Regions from separate parts of the Mus musculus genome. Here regions 1, 2, 3 and 5 are each linked to region 4. A link is a contact called in public promoter capture Hi-C data. All regions are on one chromosome and are shown on one strand. The core of a region is the stretch at or near the end of the contact, and the rest is flanking DNA. Distances in the headings are between cores, read along the strand shown. Region 1 holds the start of 1810030O07Rik (RIKEN cDNA 1810030O07 gene). Region 2 holds the start of Med14 (mediator complex subunit 14). Region 3 holds the start of Atp6ap2 (ATPase, H+ transporting, lysosomal accessory protein 2). Region 4 holds the start of Nyx (nyctalopin). Region 5 holds the start of AA414768 (expressed sequence AA414768).

Region 1 (2,700 bases), core at 102-2,601, 790 kb after region 4:
TCTGAGTACCAGGAAAACAGGGCTGTTCCCTACTCCCAGGCCCCCCTTTCAGTTGTTCTTGATACAAAGTTCATACTTACAGAAAATGTTTTAGTCAGAAAAAGGAAAGTCCTAATGTAGACTTCATTCAGAGGTGGGTTTTTTTTGGAATTTTTGATTTGATTTGATTTGATTTGATTTGATGGGAATAGGGTATTTCCCATCATTTGCTTTGAATGGGTCTAATGTTGAGGTTAGTAAGACAAAATTGGTATATACTTTATTAAAGTATTACAGAGCCTGCCTACACTGACTGTACTTTGAGTCTTCAGATCATCACATCTGGTCTCTATTTTTTATAAATTGTCCCCACTTCCAACTGGCCAGTGGTTTGATAAAATGTCCAATAATGTAAACAGTGGATGAAAGAGCATATTTGCGTCAATATAAAATAAGTTAGCATTTACTCAAAGCTTAATGTGTGCCAGGCATCATTGTAAGTGTTCCCATCTGTATAAATGCTCCTCACCACACTGTGAGGTAAGTATTAATAACCTCCTCTTACAGATGATAAACCGAGTTACAAAGAAGGAAATAACGTCTTAATAATATTAAAATTAGGATCAGCCAAGATCAAAACACAAAAAATTGAGAGTTTGAGCCCAGAGCTAGTGGTCCTTACCATTGCCTGTGCAAGGCTTCTCTGTTTACAGTGTTCCTTCCGACTCTTTTGATTCCATACCACTTCAATATGTTTGCCAAGGTCAAAAAACCTCACTCAAAGCATCTAAAACATGTTTTCTCACTTGATGTTGACAATCTAATGCATTCTGGTCTGTGTAGCATATGGCTTCCCTGTGCAGCTGAAATAACCCTTTTCTGAGCTGTCCAAATCCAGGAAGTACATTATCCCTTTTGCTTCTTCCTGCCAGGTACTCTAGTTAAGGAGTTTCTGGTCCTAGTGTCACTTTAACATATGTACTGGGGAGCATGGCACACAATACAATAGGCCCCCTGCTTCAGGTGAGGGTAAGCATGTTATTGATACCCCGAATTTGCTGTTCAGTGGGTTTAGGGATGAGTTAATTTTGTAGAATTGCACAATGCAAGGAACATGTCATTCGAGAAACACACCTTGAGCATTCCTCTTTACAATAAAAAGGTCAGCACATCAGGAGGGGATCAGGTTGGTTAGAGGGTTGGCAGGGTATTCAGGAATAAAAATTAAAGCTTTAAAAGGATTAGTCTAAATGTTCCATGTCCACAAACCAAAGCGGTTCCTTTAAGCGGGGGTGGAGCTGCCACTTCCTGGAGCGGAAACAGTGGCCAGCCTCTAGCCTCTGAAGTGTACACCGCACAGTGACGCTAAACGTCTGGACGTTTTGGGGGTTGGGCTACGCCTGCGCTGCGTGGGAGCATCCCAGGGTGCTGCGCGTGCTTACCGCCGGCCCCGCCTTCAGGAGTAAGACATGGTGGTGTCGGAGCTGGCAGCCCGCCTCAATTGCGCCGAGTACAAAAACTGGGTGAAAGCAGGACACTGCCTGCTGCTGCTGCGCAGCTGCCTGCAAGGTTTCATAGACCGTGAAGTGCTCTCCTTTCACCGTGGACTGCTGGCTGCAGTCCCTGGCCTTGGACCCCATGCTACCTGCCGCGGCGGTTCCCGGTGCAGCCCGCGCGCTCGCCAGGTGAGCTGCTGACCCCGAACTCGGGCGCGTCTCCACAGCTTGTCCCCCTATTCCGTATGCTTGCAGTCTTTTTCCTTCCCGGGGCGGGACTGCTTCCTACTTCCGGGGTGTTCCTGTTTTGCTGCCCCGCCCACCCCAGTCCCTCCTCACCTCTGCCCTCTGTAGTTTCAGCCTCAGTGTCAGGTATGCGCAGAGTGGAAACACGAGATCTTGAGGCATCACATCAACAGAAATGGAGACGTGCACTGGGGAAATTGCAAGCCAGGCCTCTGGCCCAAAGACCCTTGGGAGGTAGCCAAGGTAAGTACTTGTAGCCTGGAGGAAAGCATATGAAGTTGCTCCTGGTGCCCCAGGGTGGAGGGTGGGTTTTGAGTGCAAGCTGGGACTTCAGAAAGTACAGAAATACTAGAAGATAGGTTGGTTCTCTGGGGTCTAGTGGCGTAGTGGTGAGGGGATACTAGAGTGGACCCATCTAAGCTCAGTAAAATAAACGCCTCTGTTTCTTCGCTTCCTGCAGGCACTTGAGTTTTATTGTAAGACGCTGTCTTAAAATAAGGGGAAAAACAATACAGGCTGAGAGACATGGAAGAACAGTTAAGGTTTACTTTACAGCAGACTTTAAAAAAAGGCTTACTTTTGCTGTGGCGTGCGTGCCAAGAGGATGCTTAGCTAAGGTATACATTTTTAGAAGGTAGAAATATTAGTTATGAGGTAGGGGTTGTTAGGCCTGTGTTTAGATTTTGTCACTGTGACTTAATGCCTAGTCTGATTGGGAATTTGCTTGGATTTCTTGATGTTGCCTGGAAGCTGTGTAGTGAGTGGAGGGAGGTGTCAGAAGTAGCTTCCAAATGCAAATTGACAAATTGCTTTACTATTATCTTGGTTTGTGCTAGCTAGTTTTCCGTCAGTTTGACACACCTGGCTTAAAACCACCTGGGAAGGAGGGAATCCAAATAAAGAAGACGCCGCCACAAGATCAGCTTGGAAGGGAACCCACTGCTGTCACTTCATTCTTGACTGAGCCTTAATGCCTCTC
Region 2 (2,700 bases), core at 164-2,663, 700 kb after region 4:
CTGGGGATATAAAGGCAGAATGTTTGCCTACTATAGGCAAGGATTTGGTTGGATTCAATCCTTAGTCCTGCAAAAGGCAATGTTGTGGCAGGAGGTGGTGGTATATTCTAGCTGTCACCACAAAGAATAAAGTATGAGAGGTGATCAAAGTCAATGAGTCCGATTTGTTCATTCGGGAGTGTATTCATGCACTGTACCCCATAAACATATGCAATTTAACACTGTACCCCATAAATACATGATTTATCAATCTGAAAAATGGATGAGGTAGTGGAGGAGCTTGTGATCCCAATTACTTTGAGCTCAAGAGCTAAAAAATGCCAGCCCCGACAACACAGTGAGACCAAGAATCAAGAGCACTGCAATTGTACAAGTGGAGAACAAAGAGAATTGTCTAACCTTACGATCAGCATGAGCATCTGTTACACCTGCGAGAGATGAAGCTGCAAAACGATGTTTAGGTAGGGTCACAAAAATAGACGCTTTTAACAGTTAATTTTTCCGTGACTTGTGCGTGAGAATAGCTAGGTTACTAAACAAAAAACAAAAATAAACGCACACAAAAAAACTTTCGAAGCCCAGACATCACGAAAGACCAATTGCTTCCGAATCTATGGAGGTGGAGGGAACCCACAGACATGTTTAAAGGCTTGCAGTTCGTTTCAAACAGAAGCCAAGATTAGAAAACAGACAAAACATGTGGATTTTGGGAGAAAGAGGCTGTAGTTGGAAAGATGAAAACCCAGGCAGGATAGGGCGGCTACTGCAAGGGCAGGGACAAAAGCCAAGAACACCAGCAAAGGATTTAAGGACTACATGTGTTTCAATGTTGGGCTTTGGGTGACAGCAAAGGCGCGGCACACAGGAGACTGCATTCAAATGACGTTATTGTGTCGTTGCTCTTGTCCCACAATTGACAAAAAAAAAAAAGGAAAAAGGAAAAAAAGAGACTGTAACGTTTTCTCCCACGCGTCGCGCCAGGGTCGCCTATGGGCGGAGCGTGCGTTGGACAGTCACAGCGCGCGGTCGCCGCAGGCCGCCTTTTTGGGGCCCCGAGAGGAGAGACGGGTGGTTTCTCCGCCAACCCTTCTCCGTTCACCGTCCCGCTGCGGTCGCCTAGGCGGGGAAAAAGAGCGCTTAGGGACCACTGACGTTACTGTGACGCGGCCGCTGGACTGGCGGCGCGGCTTCCGGCGCCTTGCGCCCACCCCCCTTTCCGCTTTCCCGCCCACGCACCTCCTGGCTCCGCCCCTCTCCCACGCACCCCCTCCTCCTGTCCCCCAGAACAGCACAGCGCGGGGAACGGTCGCAGGTTGCCTTTGGAAAGGGCCTCCCGCGGGTTCCCCTTCCGTTCTGCCTGGCGACTTCCGCTCTCGGCCCAGCAACATGGACGCTATAACCCGCCGGCCGGGCGGCCGCTGAGCAGTCGCGGAAGCTTCCCCACTTGAGTGGCGGCCGGCCCGCCTCTCTGCCCTCCCGCCCCACGCTCGCCTCCCTGCGGCCGGCCGGCCCGGCCCTACATGGGGGCGGGCCTCCGCAGCTTGGGCTCGGCTTCCTGTTCAGAGGCGGCCTGGCGCTAGGCGGCGGCCACTCTGCCCGCGCCCGCCTCGGTGCGGTCACCGAGCCCGGGAGGAGGCTCCAGGGCCGCATCTCAGGCGGTTGCCCCGAGCCGGGCTGTACGCCGCCATGGCCCCAGTGCAGCTGGACAACCACCAGCTGATCCCTCCTGGCGGCGGCGGTGGCAGCAGCGGCGGCGGAGGCAGCAGCAGCGGCTCCGCGTCTGCCCCGGCTCCCCCGCCGCCCGCAGCCGCTGTGGCGGCGGCAGCTGCGGCGGCAGCTAGCCCTGGATACCGGCTTAGCACGCTCATCGAATTTCTGCTCCACCGGGCCTACTCGGAGCTTATGGTGTTGACGGACTTGTAAGTGCTGCGAACCCATGCCTGCTTCCCGGCTCCTCACTTGCCCTTCCCGCCTTCAAGAGAGGCTTATGCTTGCCATTTACTGAGCTAGGCTGCTGAGCGTAGAATTTGGAAATTCATGGGGTTTAGGTTCTGGGGACAGGGAGGAGGTAACTATTGGGGATCTGGTTGACGATGAAAGCACGGAGACTGGTTAGTTTCGCATGTTAACACTTGCGCTGAAGATTGTCTTTGGGATTTTTGTCTTGAGTTCCCAACAGAAGTGTATTAATTTCTATGTGGAATATTTTCTAAAAACCTAAGTCGAAGAGTAAGCATTGAGGACTACGTAGAATTCGAACTGAACGGGATTTTCAACGAAGGGAAATGTTTTACATCTTTTTTGACAATGTTTTAAATGAAGGTTGCAATTGTTTCTCTTAAAATGCCGGAGGTCGATTCTGTGTAAAACAATTACATTATAAATTCTGATTCTTTCTGCAACATTTGAAAGCGTGTTAAGTCTTTATGGATGTAGTGAAAGTAGAATACTTTTTTTCTAATGAGCCTCCGGGTTTCAGTCTAGTTACCTATGAAATGCCTTGGGGCGTGATTAGGGTGTTAATACCTTCAGAGTACAAGCCGACTACACGGATGGTTCACTATGTGAATAAAAGGTACTAGGAAAATTTGAAACTCTTTAGCATCTTCTACCTGAGGTCCATAAAAGTTTTCTTTTTACCTATTGTTAGGCTCCCTCAGGTTTCCAGGGAAATACGTTAGTATGTAGACGCTAGGATGT
Region 3 (2,700 bases), core at 38-2,537, 870 kb after region 4:
GGTTTCTCTGTGTAGCCCTGGCTGTCCTGGAACTCACTCTGTAGACCAGGCTGGCCTCGAACTCAAGAGATCCACCTGCTTCTGCCTCCCAAGTATTGGGATTAAAAGCATGCACCGCCATGCCTGGCTTCACTTGACTTATTGTATCTTATTGTCTGCAAGCTCAGCGTCTGTCCCACTACTCCCACGTTGCCACACAGCACTCCCTGTGCCACACACACAGAGTGGAAAGGCATCCATCCCCTTCTTGGAAGTCAACTGATCTGTCTGTCTTCAAACCCAGCTTTGATACATATTCCCCTTGTCATGCCCAGCTTTGATACATATTCCCCTTGTCATACCCAGCTTGATTCATACTCTGCAAAATGGGAATACTTTCTTCTAAGGATTACTGTAAACGAAATGCATTACTACATGATACTCAAGCCACAGGCCAAATATTAGCTCATTTCCATTCTTCTTATTCCATGTTAGAGAGCCTAGGTAGGTTCCACTAAGAAAGCTACCATTTATTTGACATGTGATCCTAAAAGCATGACTCATACCCTGCTCTCCAAATCCTTCAAATTGGGAACTGAAATCAATACTAAGAAATTGCGATCATCTTAAGAAATAATCATTATTTAAAAAACGATGACTCAACTTCACATCCTGATATGTATATATGAGGGAGGTAAGGGTTCACCCGTTGTCAATAACAACCATTAGAAATGAAGGTGGAAAAAAGACAGCAGCTAAAAAGCGGCAGCTAAATTGTTAGCTAACCTTTCCTTGGTAGTGGGTTGTGGTTCAACGGTGTATTAAGAAATGCAAACCCATCCTCCAAAGGGCCTTGAACAGGGAAGGAGTGATCAGACAAATGGGAGGACTGGGTCCTAAGCGGCTACGCGCCTTTACCCCCAAAGGCTGATGTCAGCTCCGGAGTCCCCCCAGGTGGCCCTGCTCGTCTCCAGAGACCACAAGGCCGCTCCGCCCGAGCCAGATCAAGGTCCAGAACCCCGAAGAGGGCCGCCAAGCCCAGACCGCCCCCACTGCGGCCCCCGCCAGCAGCCGCTCCCTCCCAGGGTCCCCGCGCCCCCTAGCTTCCCGCAGTGCTTCCCAGCTACTCACCCGCCACCAGAAAGAACAGGAGAACGACCAGCACAGCCATGGTGCCACGGTTGCTGAAGCGGAGATGAGCCACACGAAAAGGGACGCCGGGACTCAAGCGAGCACTGCAGCTCGACCGAGTGACGCGCTCCCGACGGTTCCGATCCCCAAGCCCCTCCCCTTTAGCCGCTCCAAGACAAGGTCTCAGCCAATCGCCAACTACGCCGCTACACGAGCGAGACGTAGCCTGGTCGACGTCAGCAATTGGGGCGGAGGCGAACGTGATGAATGGCATGCTCTGCCAATAGGAGTCAAGAGTTTTAAGAACAGGGCGGTTCTGTCCCGCCGGCCCACAACGACCGGTCACGAGATGAAGGGTAGGGCCCGCGGTTAGAGCAGGTGGCCCCACTGGTTGCAGGTTCTCGAAAGCCCACAGTGAGGCTTACTCCCGGGTGTGGACTCTTTGTCCAACCTCCGGTGACGATTTTCAACCCAGGCTTCGGTCTTTCCCGGTCTTGCACCTCCCGCCCGCTGCGACTGACAGATGGAAAGCGCTGGGCTAGCTCAGGTTTTGCTCTCTGGAGTACACAGACGCTGAGTACCTGAGGGAAGGAAGCCTGGCGCCTAGGGGAACCCCTGTCCATCTAGAAGAGATGCTACTTAAAATATAGGACTCCCGCTTGAATCTGAGTTGCAAAGAGTGATTTTTAGTGTGTCTAAAATATTTGTTTTACTTATTTTTATATATACGAAGTATCCATTGTCTGAAAGTGAAATATAACAGGGTATCCTGTTTTTTGATTTACTGTATTGAACAACTCTGCCTCCAAACACTGCGTACACAAGGAGTGATCCGATAGAATATTAATTATTTCGTTCTGAAATAATTAATATTTTCTAATCTGAATAAGGAGTTCAGGGAGGCTATGTGACGGCTAGACACACTAATTAGACCAAAATCATCCCTTGGCTCATAGCCTCTTACCTATGATGTAAGGCAAGAAGTGACATTGCCCATAATCTGTGGTTAGAAAACAACTTCTCAGTTGATGACCTTGAAAGATGAATATGATTTTAATATGTAAGTGGAGGATGTGGAAAGTGTAAAGAAAGAGTATAGCATATATGGTAGGGAAATGCCTCTTCCGATGAACTTTTAAATGTTTAGTTGGACAAAAGAGATTTTATAGGATAGAAGGATAGAGCTAAAATTTTAGTTCCTTCCTTCCTTCCTTCCTTCCTTCCTTCCTTCCTTCCTTCCTTTATCGTTTGGGGATGGAACTCCAGATCTGTGCACAATCTAGGCAAGTGCTCTACCACTGAGCCATACCTCAGGAAAATAATTTCTTTTAAAAGACCTTGACTTGTACACAGAAGAACTACAATTCATTAAGTACAAGTGGAGGAACCATTGGAAATGGCTGGACAGTGTTCAGTACACAGACGTAAGATAGGTGCCCTTGAGGGGAGATGGCTGTTTTATTCTTGGAACTGACTACGGGAGAACAAAGCGTTGCAGCACCTCCAGCAGTTAGTTCTCCAGGTGAAACTTAGCCAGCCCCAGAACTGGAATCAACCCCTGCCCCCTTACTCAGAAGGCAGTTTCTAGAA
Region 4 (2,739 bases), core at 175-2,674:
ATATAAAAAAATAAAGTAAATGGTTATTAAAGGTTCTAAAATAAGTCAATTTTGACTCTCCTCTTTTCACAAAATTCCACACCAAGTTGTTCTAATCAGACGAAGCTTCTTCAGAAAACTTGAGGTTACAATGCTGAAGGCAGAGCAAGGAATTGGTCGCCTAGGTTATGGTTGGTTTTTGTTGTTTTGCTTTTGTTGTTTTTTTTTTTTTTTTGTTTTCTCTCCTGAGATTCCAGTAAGAAGCCAAAGAGTCACCCTCACTGCCTATGTGAGATCAGGATGAGGCACCCCTAAACTGCCTTAGCTGAAACCATCCTTTTGTTGGAATCCCTGGCTCCTTGTAGGGCTGGGGGAATCGACCTGAATTCACAGCCTTAGCTCTGGACTGCAGCAGGGGACGCTACTTATTCTGCTGACTCTCAGAATGACGTCACCCCAAGGACAGGCCCAGACAAAGTCGGGATGCAGGCTCGTACCGGATTCCGGGTCCTGCGCACAAAGCGTGCCTTGGCGGTCGGTCGTAGAGGGGCAGCTGGCCACGAGTCCCCAGTATGAACGTTTAAGTCCCTATTCCTTCCCACCTCTCTGGATTTCGAAAACTAGTTCAGCTCGCTAGCCCGGGTTAGCAACCACTCGTGACGCACCAGGGGACTTTTTCCCTCTCAAGGTCACGTCCTTGCGAAACCTGGACAGCCACTGCGGGTAACCCGTGCTGCAGCCCCGCCCGCTCCCAAGGTCTGGTGGGGCGGGGCATCCGAGCATGGGCCCCGCCCTCCCAGGCTTGCCCATCAGAGGGCGCTGAAGCTCCAGCGCTGGACCAGTGCCACCGCAACCTATCTTATCGTCCCCGCCAGGAAGCAGGCTCCAGCATGGCGGCGCGGGGGCGGCTGCCTGGCCCGGAAAGGCCCGGGGCACGCCTGAGCCGGAAATCTTAGTCACGCACCTGAAGTCGCTGGAAGGCTAGCTGCCCTGGTCAAAGGACAGCCTGCCAAAAGTCCCTCTGGAGAGGGTCCTTCAGTGACCTACTCACCTGACTGACCCTGGAGTCAGGAGGGTGGATAATAAGCCAGTCTGACACAGCACATAAAGGGTTGGCCCAGGATTTCTTCTGCTGTGCTTCTCAACAGACTCGCTGCCCTAATACTCCAAAATGCACGTTCCAGGAGCTGCATGTGAAATCGCCACTCTCTGTGGCCTCCAAAAATAGAGCTGTAGGCCCATCTGCCTTGCCCAAGGAAAAGACCCAAACTCAATGCAGCAGGGAACTGCCAAGTATCAAATCAATGTCCCAGTCTCAAAGAGGCCTCTGAAACAATGGTTGATGGCGCTGACACATGCTAAGAGGTGAAAGAGGTCCTGGGACAGGTTTCCTAAGCCACCAGCAGCACGGCCAGACAACAGTTGAAATCAGTAGTTATGGACCTAAGGAGCTAGAGGCTTTAGAATAAAATGTTAGGGGGAAGAAAGGAATTGTTCTGATCTGTGATCAGAAGGACTAGGATAAGAGGAATTGGGCAGAGTCCCAGGAGTGAAGGGTTAGTCAGTCCATAGCAGAATTGCTGCATTTTGGCAAGTCCGTTCTGAAAGCTGAAAGTGAGGTGACCTTCAATGGGTAGTCTTCGGCACACAGGGCAACAATGCAGTGCAGCAGATTTGTCCTTTTCTTTGTTGATTTAGCTGGAAGCTGTCAGTTAAAATAATCTCATCTGATCTCTTCCTCCATTCTCTGGCCTGTAACTTAATTTAGAGAGTTTCAGAATTCTCTTATCACAGGTATTCAAGGCAGGCAAAAGATCCCGGAACATCTGATTTCAGAAGACAAGCCATCGAAGATACCTGAGTCTGTGCAATGTTGAGCCACCAGGCAACTGAGTCTCTGCTGATGACCTGTCAGAAAAACAAATGCTGGGAGAGGCTTGGGCCTCCCTGCTGCTCTCAGATAGGCACCTTTTGCCACTTAGAAAATTAGTGTTTGACAGACATACACGAGGCTAGAGCTTGAAGCTGACCAGCAAAGAAAAGATACAAAGGCTTCCACTTTCCACCTGTCAAAGGAATGGATCTAGGGACAAAGAAGTCTGTCGGGCCTGAGATGGGATGGGATCTTCCACCCCACAAAACCCCTGAGGCGTCTATTTGAAAAAATGGGTGAGCTTTAAAACATTTTCCTCACCTGGACTTGAATTTAAAATCCTGTTAGGTTTGAGAGTCGCCTTTCCTGGATACATGTGGCTACCGTTCCTCGTGAAAGAACCCTCTCCTTACAGCAAATGGAGGCTACCACAGAAAACCACAACTGGAGCAATAGATTCTAGGGAGCTCAGGCCCAATGGATACACCTACACCACCACTCCTGCATCTATGACTCAGGGAGCATCGATGAAGAGAAGGAAGTCTGCTGTGAAATGGTCTCTCCTACAAATGACTGCATAAACAAACCAGAACAAAGGTAATATCACAGACATGTTCTCAGGGAAGGGGAAATCCACCAGGCCCCATCCTTAGGCAAAGAGCTACCTACAGGCAACTAATGGCTTTGGGAAAGATGACTAGCCTCTCCCAGTAATGAGCATCCTTAATTGGTTGTCTAATGCAGAATGGTCAGCCTTGAACACACATACACACACACACACACACACACACACATCACCAACAAAAATGGACTGAGCAGGTTGGATATGTGTGTGTGTGTGTGTGTGCACACGCGCGTGCATATTTCATACTCACATGCACACAAAT
Region 5 (2,700 bases), core at 32-2,531, 520 kb after region 4:
TTCCAAATACACCACAGTCTACTATTTACCCATCTTCCTTTGGAGGAGTGAACCAGCCCTTTTTCTCATGCATCTGCACGACGGAGTCATAGGACTGTTGGGCTGTTTCTAGATTATATTGATTCTTATCTGCTCCAAAGCGCACCCTGGCCTTGCCTTTGACTAAGGTGGCATTGATCTGCATGATGACTGATTCAATGGAGTAGGCGCTGCTCCAGCCCTGTTTGGTGAGCAGTTCCATACACAACGCCCCTCCACCCAAAACATACCCTCCAGAGAGAATAGGCAACTCGACGCGAACAAATGGAGGATCAAACGGAAAGTTATCTTTGAAAGAGAAGTTAAGCAAAATATAGTCAATGCCTTCTTTTTCATTCAAGAGCTGAAGGTCACCGTACAAGGGACTATCGGGGTCAACCTTCCTCAGTTTAACGTGCCAGTCATATAAGCTGTCGTTTATCAGTTCCACGGAATAAGTCCCCGATTTGTAGCTCTGCGATCTGTATATATCTCTGAGTTCTTTCATAAGTCTGTTTGAAGCATGCACCGAGCCAGACACGGTACCATTCAAATGCTCTTGCCTTTGGCTCTTCTTGATATTCTCTAATATTGCCAAATGCTCTTTCTCAAGCCCTTCATCCTCTGACTTTTTCTCGCTACTAGCCTCTTCTTCTTCTTCTTCTTCTCCTCCTCCTCCTCCTCCTCCTCCTCCTCCTTCTTTCAGCTCATAATGGTCCAAGTCTTCCACCCCGTCAGCTGCATCTTCACCTTCATCTTCTGAAGGCACCTCTTCGATGGTCGCCTTCTGAGCCATGGGGACCGGCTGGTCCAGCATCTCCATATCCAGGTGCTCAGGCAGGTTATATAAGCTGCAGAGTTCACAGATCAGCCACTTGAGCTGCTGACGAAGCGAACTGTTGGGCTTCGAATCTTCCAGTCGTTCCAGGATCGATGTGAGATCTGGATCGTCAGAGTCCACGAACCATATCGGCGGCGAAGATGGGTAGGACTCGGTGATGGAGCAGTGCAGGGTGAGCGGCGGCGAGGGCGGGCTGCCCGCGGGCGCCGGCGGCACCAGGAACTGACACTGCAGCTCATCCAGCTGCCAGCTCACGATGCGCAGCCGCTCGTGGTCCTGGTCGAAGATGGACGCTAGGAACTCCAGCTCGGCCTTAAGCCCCGACGACATCCTTCCTTTTGGGTCCTCTGAGACGAGTGTGGAAGCAAAGAGGCCCCGCGAGACGCCTGCTGGGCTGCCACCGCCCCTGGGGCCGCCGGGCCGGGCTCCTGCGGCTCCGCCTCTGCCCGCCTCCGCGACCCGCAGAGCGTGGCCGCCTCAGTCATAAGTCTAAGCACTGTGTCGCACAATGATCTACAGGGCCTTTTCATCTTGCATAACGGAACCTTTTGTTCTTTTTTTTTTTTAATTTTGTTTTGAAACATAGTCTTGAATAATGGGGGCTGGTCTTGAACTCTGTGTAGCCAAAGATGGCCTTGAACGCCTGAACCTCCAGCCTCTACCTCCCTCCTCACCCAGTGCTGATTTCACAGCGCCACCACACCCAGTTTATGGCCTCCTGGGAAAGGAAGCCAAGGCCACAAGCATTCTAGGCGTGCAAGCTATGGCCCCAAGCTGATTTTAAAAGAAATGTGAACTTCTGATATTTCTACCCTCACCTCCTGGATGGTGGGAACTACAGGAATGCACCACCACAGCTAGTTTGTGTAGTGCTAAAGGCTAAAGATGGAACCCAGGGCTTGGAGCATGTAGGCAAGCATTCTACAACCTGAGCTACATTCCCGGTCGGTTGTTTTCTCGATTCATTTCAACAGTCATTTTAGTTGCTTCCATATCGTGGCTATCTTGAATACTGCTACAGTGAACATGGGTCACTGATTTCAGAGCTGAAAGATGGCTCAGCAAATAAGTATCACTCGATGCTCAAGCATGAGAAGTTCAAATCTTCAGCGCTTGTATAAAAAGCGTGGCCTAGCCTAAGGCATGCCTGTAATCCCAGTGCTGTATGAGAGGCAGACTGGGAGGTTATCTTGCACATACAAAACACAGACACTGAGTTGGGGAGATAGAGAGGAGAGAGTGTGTGAGTGAGTAAGTGAGTGGGGGGGGGGGGGAGACAGACAGACAGACAGACAGAGAGTGAGGAGAAAGAGAGGAGAGAGCTCCTGCTTTTGCTTCTAATAAGCACAAGCAGGCTTGGTGGACTCAGAAGGCTTTAGGTTGTGCATAGATTTGTTTGGTTTTCAAGACATTGTTTCTCTGTGTAGCCTTGGCTGTCCTGGAACTCACACTGTAGACCAGGCTGGCCTCGAACTCAGAAATCCTCCTGCCTCTGCCTCCCAAGTGCTGGGATTAAAGGTGTGCACCACCACTGCCTGGCCTGTACATAGATTTTTTTAAAGGAAACTTCACAGCTACTTCCAGCCCAGCAAGGGCCCAATTTCTCCACATCTTTGTTATCACTAGTCATTTTTTTCTTTTATTATTTACTTATTTATTTTTATCATGCCCCCGGTGAGGTGTGACAAGATACCTCTTGGTGGTTTTCATCTGCGGTTTGCTCATAGTTTAGTGAAGATGAGCGGTTTCACAAGAGTCTCAGCACTTCTCATGAGAAATGCCTGTCGACTCCTTTGTCCATTTTATTGTTTTGGTTTGGGTTTTTTTCTGGTTTTTCGAGA

Evidence for each region. Promoter capture Hi-C pulls out the DNA fragments that hold promoters and counts their contacts. Capture Hi-C pulls out chosen DNA fragments and counts their contacts.
Region 1: a contact with region 4 is called in a promoter capture Hi-C map of erythroid cells, with 28 times the contacts expected there. The contact joins the promoter of 1810030O07Rik here to the promoter of Nyx in region 4. A contact is called at or near these places in 9 of 39 promoter capture datasets (the 3T3-L1 cell line, the C10 cell line, cranial neural crest and 5 more), 1 of 484 Hi-C or Micro-C datasets (pre-B cells), 1 of 115 datasets of contacts at active chromatin or transcription factors (large pre-B cells) and 1 of 9 other capture datasets (liver).
Region 2: a contact with region 4 is called in a promoter capture Hi-C map of erythroid cells, with 30 times the contacts expected there. The contact joins the promoter of Med14 here to the promoter of Nyx in region 4. A contact is called at or near these places in 2 of 39 promoter capture datasets (erythroid cells and pre-B cells), 1 of 115 datasets of contacts at active chromatin or transcription factors (embryonic stem cells) and 1 of 9 other capture datasets (liver).
Region 3: a contact with region 4 is called in a promoter capture Hi-C map of adipose tissue, with 5 times the contacts expected there. The contact joins the promoter of Atp6ap2 here to the promoter of Nyx in region 4. A contact is called at or near these places in 2 of 39 promoter capture datasets (erythroid cells and liver) and 1 of 9 other capture datasets (adipose tissue).
Region 5: a contact with region 4 is called in a promoter capture Hi-C map of embryonic stem cells, with 4 times the contacts expected there. The contact joins the promoter of AA414768 here to the promoter of Nyx in region 4. A contact is called at or near these places in 5 of 39 promoter capture datasets (embryonic stem cells, liver, pre-B cells and 1 more), 1 of 15 datasets of contacts at CTCF or cohesin (large pre-B cells) and 1 of 115 datasets of contacts at active chromatin or transcription factors (large pre-B cells).

What each region holds. Positions count from the first base shown.
Region 1 is chrX:12,672,290-12,674,989 of GRCm38.p6, reverse strand. It overlaps 1810030O07Rik (RIKEN cDNA 1810030O07 gene), which reads left to right and starts at 1,351. Exons shown (of 7, transcript NM_175141.6): 1 at 1,351-1,664; 2 at 1,830-1,964. The coding sequence starts at 1,449.
Region 2 is chrX:12,760,686-12,763,385 of GRCm38.p6, reverse strand. It overlaps Med14 (mediator complex subunit 14), which reads left to right and starts at 1,413. Exons shown (of 31, transcript NM_001048208.1): 1 at 1,413-1,919. The coding sequence starts at 1,687. Gm14634 (predicted gene 14634) reads right to left here and starts at 1,108. Exons shown (of 5, transcript NR_045852.1): 1 at 400-1,108.
Region 3 is chrX:12,586,346-12,589,045 of GRCm38.p6, reverse strand. It overlaps Atp6ap2 (ATPase, H+ transporting, lysosomal accessory protein 2), which reads right to left and starts at 1,287. Exons shown (of 9, transcript NM_027439.4): 1 at 1,111-1,287. The coding sequence starts at 1,150.
Region 4 is chrX:13,459,775-13,462,513 of GRCm38.p6, reverse strand. It overlaps Nyx (nyctalopin), which reads right to left and starts at 1,424. Exons shown (of 4, transcript NM_173415.5): 1 at 1,031-1,424.
Region 5 is chrX:12,935,454-12,938,153 of GRCm38.p6, reverse strand. AA414768 (expressed sequence AA414768) reads right to left here and starts at 1,281. Exons shown (of 1, transcript NM_001272033.1): 1 at 1-1,281. The coding sequence starts at 1,189. The coding sequence ends at 26.